Linked DNA regions of Hordeum vulgare: region 1 is linked to region 2. The links are chromatin contacts, called in public Hi-C maps. All regions are on one chromosome and are shown on one strand. The core of a region is the stretch at or near the end of the contact, and the rest is flanking DNA. Distances in the headings are between cores, read along the strand shown. Region 1 holds the start of LOC123430326 (E3 ubiquitin-protein ligase EL5-like). Region 2 holds the start of LOC123426809 (ruBisCO large subunit-binding protein subunit beta, chloroplastic-like).

Region 1 (4,786 bases), core at 714-3,213, 180 kb before region 2:
CCGGCCGGCCCGAAAATCCCGGGCCAGGTCGGGCCTATTTGTCCCATCGGGCCAGGCTCGGGCCGGAAAGTTGAGCCCGATGGTCAGTTCAGGCCGGGCTCGGACCTAAAAAAAATATATGTCGCGGCCAGGTCAGACCTGTCGGGCCTAGTCAGGCTTTTTTGGTTCGGGTCGGGCTTGGGCCCAAAATTTAGGCCCAGCGGCCAGGTCGGGCTGGGCTTGGGCTTGGGTTTTTAGCGTCCATTTTTTTTGGCCCGGCCCGAGTAATGCCTAGGTAGAGGTATGGGTTATAATTTTTTTCCATTTATATATTCATGGGTATTTTTTAAACCGGCACCTTTGCCTTAAAGGGATTTTTACCCTAGGTAATAGATATTATTGCCATCCCTACACATAGCTGCACCGTTAGAAAATACTCCCTCCGTTCCTAAATATAAGTCTTTGTAGAGATTTCATTAATGGACTACATACGGATGTATATAGACATACTTTAGAGTGTACATTCAACCATTTTGCTTCGTATGTAGACATCTAGTAAAATCGTTTAAAAGACTTATATTTAGGAACAGAGGGAGTATAAGCTAATTAATGGACGCCCTCATTTCTCTCTGAAGCGGGGCAAAATTCGGTTTCGAGAGATCCCGTTTTATAAAATAGAAGTATTTGGTAAACATGAAGGACAAACCATGAGGTGTCACAAAGTAAGACCAAAAAACTGTTTGTCCGGAGAGTCAGACTCAAGTCCCTGATATTAAATCGGAAATATTATATGACTGGCTTTTGCTGGTAGAGCATGTCGTTTCCAACGTTTTTCCACAGTTTTATTTGTATCGGGGATGATGATTTTTTCAGAGCAACATGACATTTTCCGGGAGGATTACAGATTTGAGTCTTTTTTTTTATAAAGAAACAGACATGTTAGGCTGAAGAAACAGCCACCTTTCGACCAACTAAAAATATCATCAAAATGTTGGTAAATGCCACTCCCTTTCAACGAACGTCGAAGACGGTCCTTCTTCAAAGTCCAACGTATCTTCGGTCCCTACGGGTCGAAATTGCGAGCAGCAACACCAAGAGTGCCGTCGGTGTGAGCACGACCAGTGGCTGGGTGGCAAGAACTAGCACTGCTACTTGCACCCACCTCACGAATTCCTCTGCTCCACAGCCTCTTAATCGACCTCACCCTTGCCAAACCCTGCGACTTCCCGGCGTCACCATCACGCGGCGCCAACTCCGATTCCGTGGCCTCCGGGACCTCGATAACGATCGCCGCCGCTGCTCCACCAGACGAACTCGGGCCGCCGAGTGTTCTTCCAGTCGTGACCGGGTCCGGGGATCCCCAGAACAGCACGTTGGTCGGCAGGTTTGTGGTGTAATTCGCCGGTTCATGGCGCACCGGAGGTAGAGTCAGCGGCAAGGCGTCCGGCTTGTCGACGTCGACGCGGCAGAGCGGGCAGGTGGGGTGGGAATGCAGCCACAGGTCGACGCACTCGGCGTGGAAGCCGTGCCCGCACTTGGGCAAGAACCTGGCCGCCTCGCCGTCGGACAGCTCGGCGAGGCAGACGGCGCACTCAAGTGCATCCGCGAAATCCTTGGCACGGTACAGCGTCACCGGCAGCGCCCGCAGCACCACCGGATCAACGCCTTGTGCGACGCCGGAAGCAGAAGCTGCGCCAACGCGGAGGCTCGGACTGCCCCTCTCCGTCCCGGTCCCATCCCGAACGCCGCGGCGACTGACGGTGAGGTAGTGGTAAAGAACGAAGGCGAGGGCGAGGCCGAGGAAGAGGACGGCGACAGCGGAGAAGATGACGTCGCCGTCGACTGCCGTGGTGGGAGCCTGTTCACTGGGAAGAACGCGGCCCGCGTCGTCCCCGGGCAACGATGACATGTTGAAGCGGCGCCTCCGCACTTGGTCGTGAGCAGTGAGCTTCGTCTATGTACCTAGTGTGGCCCGCTATGATTTATGAGCTTGGTCTCTCAATACTGTTCTGTTTTGTTGGAGAGGGTTTGGTAGTGGTACATGGACCGACCTGGTGGAGTTGGTGTGTTGGCGTGGGTGAAGATTAGTGGTTGAGTTGAGCTGATGACATATAGACATATTATTCTACCAATTAAATCCCCTAAAAGACCAATTGAACTATAAAAAAAACTACATTTACTCGTCGCTAGTGCTCAGATTAAGGATCTTGTACCATTTTCGGGGGGTTAAAAGAATTGAGAAGTGCTTCCGTATACCTCCCAACAAAATGTACAAGGACATAATGGTCATACGAAAAGAAATGTATACCCACCTCTCGTATCGTAGGCGTACATCCTTCCCCCACAAAATTAAAAAAAAACCACTCCACCATCGAGCCCGCGTAGAGGCAAAACAATCGTGATCGATCCGGCTTGCCGCCCGGCGATCACGCGGCTGCTGATCTGGATCGTCGTGGGGTCGCGTGAAGTGTGGATGACCGCCGTCGCTGGCGCCTCGTTGCAACCCGTCGTCTTCCCCGTCGACGCCGCGCCCGCGCCCGACGCCTGTAACCACCCAGAGTTCTCGGGGTCGCCATTTTCTGCATCGACGCCGCGCGCCCCCGCCGCCTATAAGCACCCCGATCTCCCACGCCGCCCGTTCCAATCCCGTCGTGTCTCACGCCGCGGTCAACGGTTGCTGAAGCGACCGGCCACGTCTTGGACGTCGTCGTTTTCCGCATCTACGCCGTGTCCGCCGCGTGTAACCCTACCGACGTCCCACGCCGCCTCTAACCGTCCCGACGTCCAACGCCGGCCACCACACTCGTCCAACGCCGACAGTGACCGCACTTGTCCTCCGTCGTAGACCCGTTCGGTAATCCCGCAGGTGGATTTGTCGTCTTCCACGCCGTCGCCGTCATGAATCACACCGGAGACGTTGACACCGCCGCACAAGGTTTGTCATCTAACCCTTGTACCACGTATGGAAATGCTCACAGGTTAAATGTTGCAATTTTTGCATGAGATTATTCATCTGTATGACCCACTGTATGAACCTAGAATTTAACATGGGCTAATGTGTTTGTCAATGATGTGCAATGTTGGTACTCTCGTGTGTTTACATGGACGAAGAAACCTCATTTACGATCGATGATAGTGGTACGAATAAGGTCAGTCAGACCGATGACGATCCTAGTAATGAAGATGATGACAACAACGATAACGAATCTTGGTCATCATATGATATCTTACCTTCAGAGGATTTTGAAAATAATGAACATGATGCACACAGTGAAAACGTATGTGAAGTCTATTTAATTTCATTTTTCAACAGGCAGAGTATTGTATGTGTAATTATTTATCTGTTTTTTAATTTATAGGAAGATGTGGACGTTGAGAATGAGCAAAATAATTCTGAGGATTCGGGGGTCGATAACGTGAGCCAGGTTCGTTCAAACATTTTGTACCACACATGGTAGTTTGTAATAGATGATAATAACTGACATAGTTTCATATGTAATTTTGTAGGACTCAGATGGTCCTGATGGTTGTGAAGATGGAGCAAAGATGGACATTGAGGAGGCTCAATACCTGCAGCAGATGTTGGAGACACATTGGAAGGTTATGGCTATGACTTTTCGGTCCCAAGGGGATGCATACATATTCTACAACTCGGCATCAGAAGAGAGAAGGTGAAACGAAGGAAGGGTGATTCAGGAAAAATACGGTTGACACGGTTCGTTTGCTTTAGGGCAGGGAGAAGGCGGAGCAAATTCATAACCAAGGAGGGTCGCATCCGCAGGCTTAGACCTGAGACTCGATGTGAGTGCGGTGCGCATATGGTGGTGTAACTGGACAGGGCATGTGGACTTTGGTTCGTCGCATCATTCATGGGTGATCACAACCAGGTGATGGCTCGAGCCAACGAGGTTCCATTTTTGTGGTTACACAGACCGATTGGAGATGGCACGAGGGCAGAGATACTCGCTATGCAAGGGGCTAGAAGCAGGAAGCATATAATGGTGGACAACTTCATCGGTAGGTATGGTTCGTACGATAAATGCGGACTTGTTAGGTGGGACATGTACAATCTTTGCTGCAGAGATAAAATGAAGCTCATTGCAAAGGGTGATGCTGAGACGGCAGTGGGCATTATGAGGAGCAGAAAGGCAAAGGAGCCAGACTTCTTCGAGTACTTGCTAGATAAGGAAGGGCGATTGAAGAGTATGTTCTGGTGTGATGCATAGTCGTGGAGGGACTATTAGGACTATGGAGATGTGGTTGTGTTTGACATCATGTATAAGATGACCAAATATGGTATGCCGTTCATTCCCTTTGTCGGTCTTAATAACCACCATTGCACAACTATTTTTGGTTGCGCCATTGTTTTTGACGAGACTGAAGGGACGTATGTGTGGCTGCTTCAGACTTTCATGAGGGCAAACTGTGAGCAGAAGCGAAAGTCAATAATCACCGACGGTGACGCTGCAGTGATCCGAGAAATTCGGCGTGTTCTTTCAGATGTGCTACATCATATTTTCTCGTGGCATATCGAGAAAAATATGCAGATGCACCTATATTACAAGTCATTGGATGAGTTCAGATCGCTCCTATACTATGCCACCTCTCAAGACAACTTTGAGCAGAGATGGTCCACCTTTGTCGATAAATGGAAGTCAGAAAAAATGAAGAGTGGATGAACATGATGTATATGAAGAGGAGACTTTGGGCAGCATCATATCGTTCGGATGTTTTTTTGTATGCGTAGTAACCAGAGGACTAAAAGCCTCAACTCCTCCTTTCACCTTCACCTCGACTATGGTATGAT
Region 2 (5,389 bases), core at 2,011-4,510:
TAACATTTTCACTTCTTGACTAATAACATGTTCTTTCAAAAAGCTTCAATTGATCTCATCAAAATATAAGAGGAAGAGCAAAAGTTAAAAGTTATTAGTTTTTCTTTGACCAAGAAACATGTTTGCCATGGTTGGATGAGTTTCCTTAGCCCTACTTTTGATTGTAATTAATATTACTCTTTCATATGAACCTTATGAGTTGAGATTGCTGTTGAGAATGGTTGAGTTTAGTAGAGAAATGATGATGCTTCTTGTCTGTATTCTTATTTATCGACACTTCACTCTCTAAACTTGTGGATAGGTTTACCGAGCTCAGTATTCGCTTGGGGACAAGCGAGGTCTAAGCTTGGGGGAGTTGATACGTCCAAAATGCATCACTATTTTGTATCATAATTTGTCTCTATTCATTGATATATTTCACAATATGATGTTGTTCTTATAGTGTTTTGGCTTATTTTACACAGGTACAACTTTCCGGTGCCGAAACAGCAGACGCAGGATTCAGCGGAGAAAATAGCATGAAGAGTTGCCATATCAGAACATCTCCAACTGCGCTGAAATTTACGGGGAAGAAGTTTCCGAACGAATCACAAAGACATGCCGAAGAAGGGTCGGAGGGGGGCCACCAGGCACCCAGGCGACCCGGTGGCACGGGTCACCCCTAGGTCGCGCCCAAAGGCCGCCTGGGTGGTGGGTCCCGCCTCCGGTGCCCTCCTTTGGCCTATATGACCCTCGTGACCTAAAAGTTACGGGGACAAAAGAGTTTTCGCACTTTCGCCGCCACTCCACGGCAAAAACCTACACAGAAGAAAAGACCTTTTCGGCGGGAAGATTCCATTGGGAAAACTCCTCCTGGAAGGGGAGATCGTCCTCATCGTCATCACCATCGTCACGGGCATCATCGAGATCATCATCACCATCACCCTCAACACCATCTCCATCTTCACCCCATCTCACTTTACCATTGCAATCGGAGTTGTACCTTCCACTATTCATCCCCTTTACTCTACCGGTGTTGATTACTCTTTTGTGGTGAATGTTATTGAGTATTGTTGGAGAATTATTTTTATGACCAGATTGTTCATCATATTTTCATCCCCTCTGATCATGATCTCTTTTATTTCTTGTGAGTAGTTACTTTAGTTCTTGAGGACATGGGAGAAGTCTAGTTGCTAGTAGTCATATGATGTTGAAGTAATATGTGTTGATTGATATTTAAGTTATGGTGTTATTCTTATAGTGTTGTTATGTGAACGTCGACTATATAACACTTCACCTTTTTAAGGGTCTAGGAGAATGCATCGTGTATAAAGAATGCTTATGGTGGGTTGCCGGAGTGACAAAAACCTGAACCCAGTTCGCATGCTTTTGCACGAGGGAGTGTTGGATCCTAAAGCTTATTGCTATGGTTAGGCTTTGCCTTAATTTCTCTCTTGTATTTGCGGATGCTTGCAAGGAGTTTAATCATAAGAGTGTACTTGCCTTAGCCTAGACGGTGCACTAGTTAAGATCCACCCACATAACTCTTATCAATACAAAACATAGTACTAGACGGAATATGGCGAAATCACTTGACTGTCTCTCCCATATGTCCTCAAGAACGCCTTAGTCTTTATAAGTTTAGTCCCCCGGCTTATCCTTTGTGTTCAAAAGGATTGGGCCATTTGCTGCACCTCAGCAACACTTTCCCTGCATTTATTTCCTTGTTGCTTATACAAGAAAACCCATAAAAAGTTACCTTTTAGTACTTGCAGTTATTCCTTGTTCAAGATCACTTGTCAGTACCTTCTGCTCCTCGTTGGGTTCGGCACTCTTACTTATCGAAAAGGCTACGATAGATCCCTTACACTTGTGGGTCATCAGTATGCCACCTCAACCTCCACCTCCTGGTCCTCTTCGCGCATGACGGTGGACGGGAGCGGTCCAACTACCACGTAGCGGACGCCACGCCGGCGCTGCTCCTCGTGCTCCCATGCGAACCAGTCATACTAGTCGGGGGAGTCTGAAGCGTAGACGGGGCTGCGCTGCTACTCTGACGTCAGTTGCCCCCGACGGCGCCTCAACTCCTCTGCATGCGCCCGCGCCGATCGCGGCACCGCTCGCACTCGGATCCTCTCCGGATCCAAGTGCCACTCCCGCGGCAGCGTGATATCGGGGTAGGGGACGCGGTGCTCCCAGTGCCACCTCGTGTGGTGCACTGGCACGCTGACCCGCTGGCAAGGCGGACGGGAAGACGCCGGCGCGCAGACAGGGACGGCGGGGGACTTGCCCTTGTCTTTCACGGAGAAGAACCCCATGATGGTGGTGGCTAGGGTTTGCCGTCGGCGGGGGAGCAGGGGTAGCTCGATGGGGACGGGGACGACTTCTAGAAGAGGATGAGGTCGCGCCCCCGCACGCTCGGATTAAAAAGGACGCCCATGGGTTGCTGACGTGTGGGCCGGCGGTGAACGAACGTCGTTAATAAAGACGACGTCGGCTTTGACCCGGCGCCACATGTGGATGAGCACGGAGGTACGCGCCGTGTCCGCATCGATGCATTTCAGGCGCAATTTTGGATCGGAAATGAATCCGCTCGGAGACGTTTTGAGTTTGGGTCTGTGCATTGGACCTTCATTTTTTGTTCGCGCCCTTCCAAACGGACGCGGGCGGACGTTTTGGGGCCCTTCATTGGAGTTGCTCTTACATCGAAACTACATTATGAAATAGAGTGAGTATCATTTTTACGGACCGGTTGGTTGCTTAATCTGCCAGAGATACTCTAATATGGCATATACAAGGTTGTTCCGCAAATTCGCCTGCATTTGCCGTGCAAATCGAAAGCAAACCTGTTGGAGCCGGGGCAGGGCGCCGGGGGGCTTGCGCCGGAGTCCGCCTGGTCCATCACAAGCCACCGCATGTCCACGCCCACTGCTGTTTTGACGGAAGGAGAACAACTACTCCCTCCGTTTCAAAATAACCATCTTAAGCTTAGTACAATTTTGTATTAGAGCTAGTACAAACTCAAGACAGTTATTTTGGAACGGCCGGAGTACCTGATTAAATCATCCTATTTGGCGGAAGAAGGTTGATTTTAGCTATTCCTCAGCCGCAACAACTGCTGCCTCGCCGTCCTCGCCGTCGCCCTTTTGGCGGGACCGGGACGCCGAGACTGGCAGACTAGATATTTCTTTCAAGCACGGTTTTGGCGCGACGCAACCGCGTATCCACGGCCTTCCTCCCAGCAACAGCGAGCCTTATCGCCCCTCCACCTCTCCAACCTCTCACCTCTGCACAGAGAAGCAGCATGTCGAGGATGCCGCTCCCTCCGTCCCCTCCCCCCTCCCTCTCCAGCAAGGCCCCCACCCTTCCCTTCTCCCCCAAGAAGACGCCGCCGATGCCCGTCTACAAGGACCTGCACTTCAACAAGGACCTCTCCGCCACCAAGAAGTTGCAGGTAACGCAGCAACTTGCCTCGTCATCGAATTAACTCGTGATGCGTTCTGAATTTAGCTTCTTGCAGGCTGGTGTGGACTTGGTGGCGCGGCTGGTGGGGGTGACCCTCGGTCCCAAGGGGAGGAATGTGGTGCTCGCCAACAAGTATGGCCCTCCCAAGATCGTCAACGATGGGGAGACGGTCCTCAAGGAGGTAATCCCGTTGCTCTTCAAATTCAGTATATGTTCTTGCGATGTCTATACATTCCCTTTCTCGAAAAAATCTTCTTGCAATGTCTGGGTCCTTTTCAATCTTTTGGAGTGATTGGAATCTTCAGTAAACTCATTTCTTTTTTCTACTGGATTCTACAAGATCGAATTGGAGGACCCGCTGGAAAATCTTGGAGTTAAATTAGTCAGACAGGCCGGCGCCAGGACGAACGATATTGCCGGCGATGGGTGTACCACTTCTATAATCCTTGCTCAAGGCCTGATTGCTGAAGGAATGAAGGTATGCTGATACAGAATCACACTAGTCCTCTATTTTTCTTGGTTCGAAAAGGCGCCAAGAGAAGTTTCTGCTATAATGAAGAGTGACGCAAAGAATTCTGAAACCTAAACCTGCATCTGAATATTTTCAAAAAGTAGGTTCTTGCTGCTGGAATGAATCCGGTTCAAATTGCGCGTGGCATTGGGAGGACTGCTGATGCTTTGGTTTCTGAACTCAAGTTGATGTCACGGGAGGTATGGTTTATCAGTTAATCTATGACTATGAATGTTTCTGTATGTTCTTAATGAAGATATCGTAACGTTTTGTAAATTGCTGCCTTCTAGATTGAAGATCATGAAATAGCACACGTGGCTGCAGTTAGTGCCGGAAATGATTACGCTGTCGGAAACATGATTTCTGATGCTTTTAAAAGAGTAGGCAGGGAAGGCATGGTTAGAATTGAAAACGGGAGAAGCACTGTAAACAGTTTGGAGGTTGTCGAAGGAATGCAGTTTGAACGTGGTTACCTCTCACCTTTCTTTGTCACCAATCATGCAAATATGTCCGCGGAGTACACTGACTGTAAGGTAGTGCAGATATCTCCATCATGTCTTCCCAGGCCACTGCATCAGAAGATGCACACACATCACTCTGCTGGATAATTTCAAGTGTTCTGTTTTGTCTTTTGTAGATCCTGTTGGTTGACAAGATAATTTCTGATCCAAGGGAACTTTTAAAGGTGTGCTTTAGTGCTGTAAAAGAAGATTTCCCGTTGTTAATAATTGCCGAGGATGTCGAAGAAGAAGCATTGGCTACTTTGACGAGAAACAAGCTATCAGGGATGATCAAAGTGGCAGCAATTAAGGCCCCTTCTTTTGGTGAACAAAAAACCCAATGCTTGGAAGACATTGCAATCATAACAGGAGGTACATAACTGGTTCACGAAATCAACAGATGCAACTTCAGTCATCAACATCTCTTGTTGGTTTTCAGGTACAGTAGTGAGCGATGACATGGGATACACGCTAGCAGAGGCAGGGAAAGAGTTCTTAGGCTCTGCTTCTAAAGTGGTAGTCAAGAAAGATTCAACACTAATTGTTACTGATGGAAGCACCCTTCACGCAGTTGAGAAAAGGGTTGCTCAAATAAAAGGCCAAGTTGAGGTATAGTTAGCCCAATAGTTTGATGCAAAACATGGAATAGTTCATGTGACATTTTATATGTACGTACCGGAGAAACTGCAGTTAAAGCTTCCTGAAGTTACCATGGACCTATGAATATGGTCAATCTTAATGCGGTCATATTTTTCATTTCTTATTTCCAGAACTCAAAGGAGAGGTACCAGAAAAAGATACTGGGTGAGAGGATTGCAAGGCTATCTGGTGCAATTGCAATCATTCAGGTCATCAGGTGTCACAAGTATTTTTTAGCTAACTAAACAAAACTTTTTGCAACTACTCCCTCCGTTCCTAAATATAAGTCTTTGTA

What was found. A called contact is a pair of places that touch in the nucleus more often than the background predicts.
Region 1: a contact with region 2 is called in a Hi-C map of leaf, with 5 times the contacts expected there. The contact joins the promoter of LOC123430326 here to the promoter of LOC123426809 in region 2. A contact is called at or near these places in 2 of 6 Hi-C or Micro-C datasets (leaf and seedling).

Annotation. Positions count from the first base shown.
Region 1 is chr2H:492,266,074-492,270,859 of MorexV3_pseudomolecules_assembly, reverse strand. LOC123430326 (E3 ubiquitin-protein ligase EL5-like) reads right to left here and starts at 1,963. Exons shown (of 1, transcript XM_045114192.1): 1 at 764-1,963. The coding sequence starts at 1,888. The coding sequence ends at 1,043.
Region 2 is chr2H:492,087,006-492,092,394 of MorexV3_pseudomolecules_assembly, reverse strand. LOC123426809 (ruBisCO large subunit-binding protein subunit beta, chloroplastic-like) reads left to right here and starts at 3,260. Exons shown (of 14, transcript XM_045110706.1): 1 at 3,260-3,433; 2 at 3,500-3,625; 3 at 3,785-3,922; 4 at 4,060-4,155; 5 at 4,246-4,488; 6 at 4,593-4,827; 7 at 4,895-5,064; 8 at 5,226-5,303. The coding sequence starts at 3,284.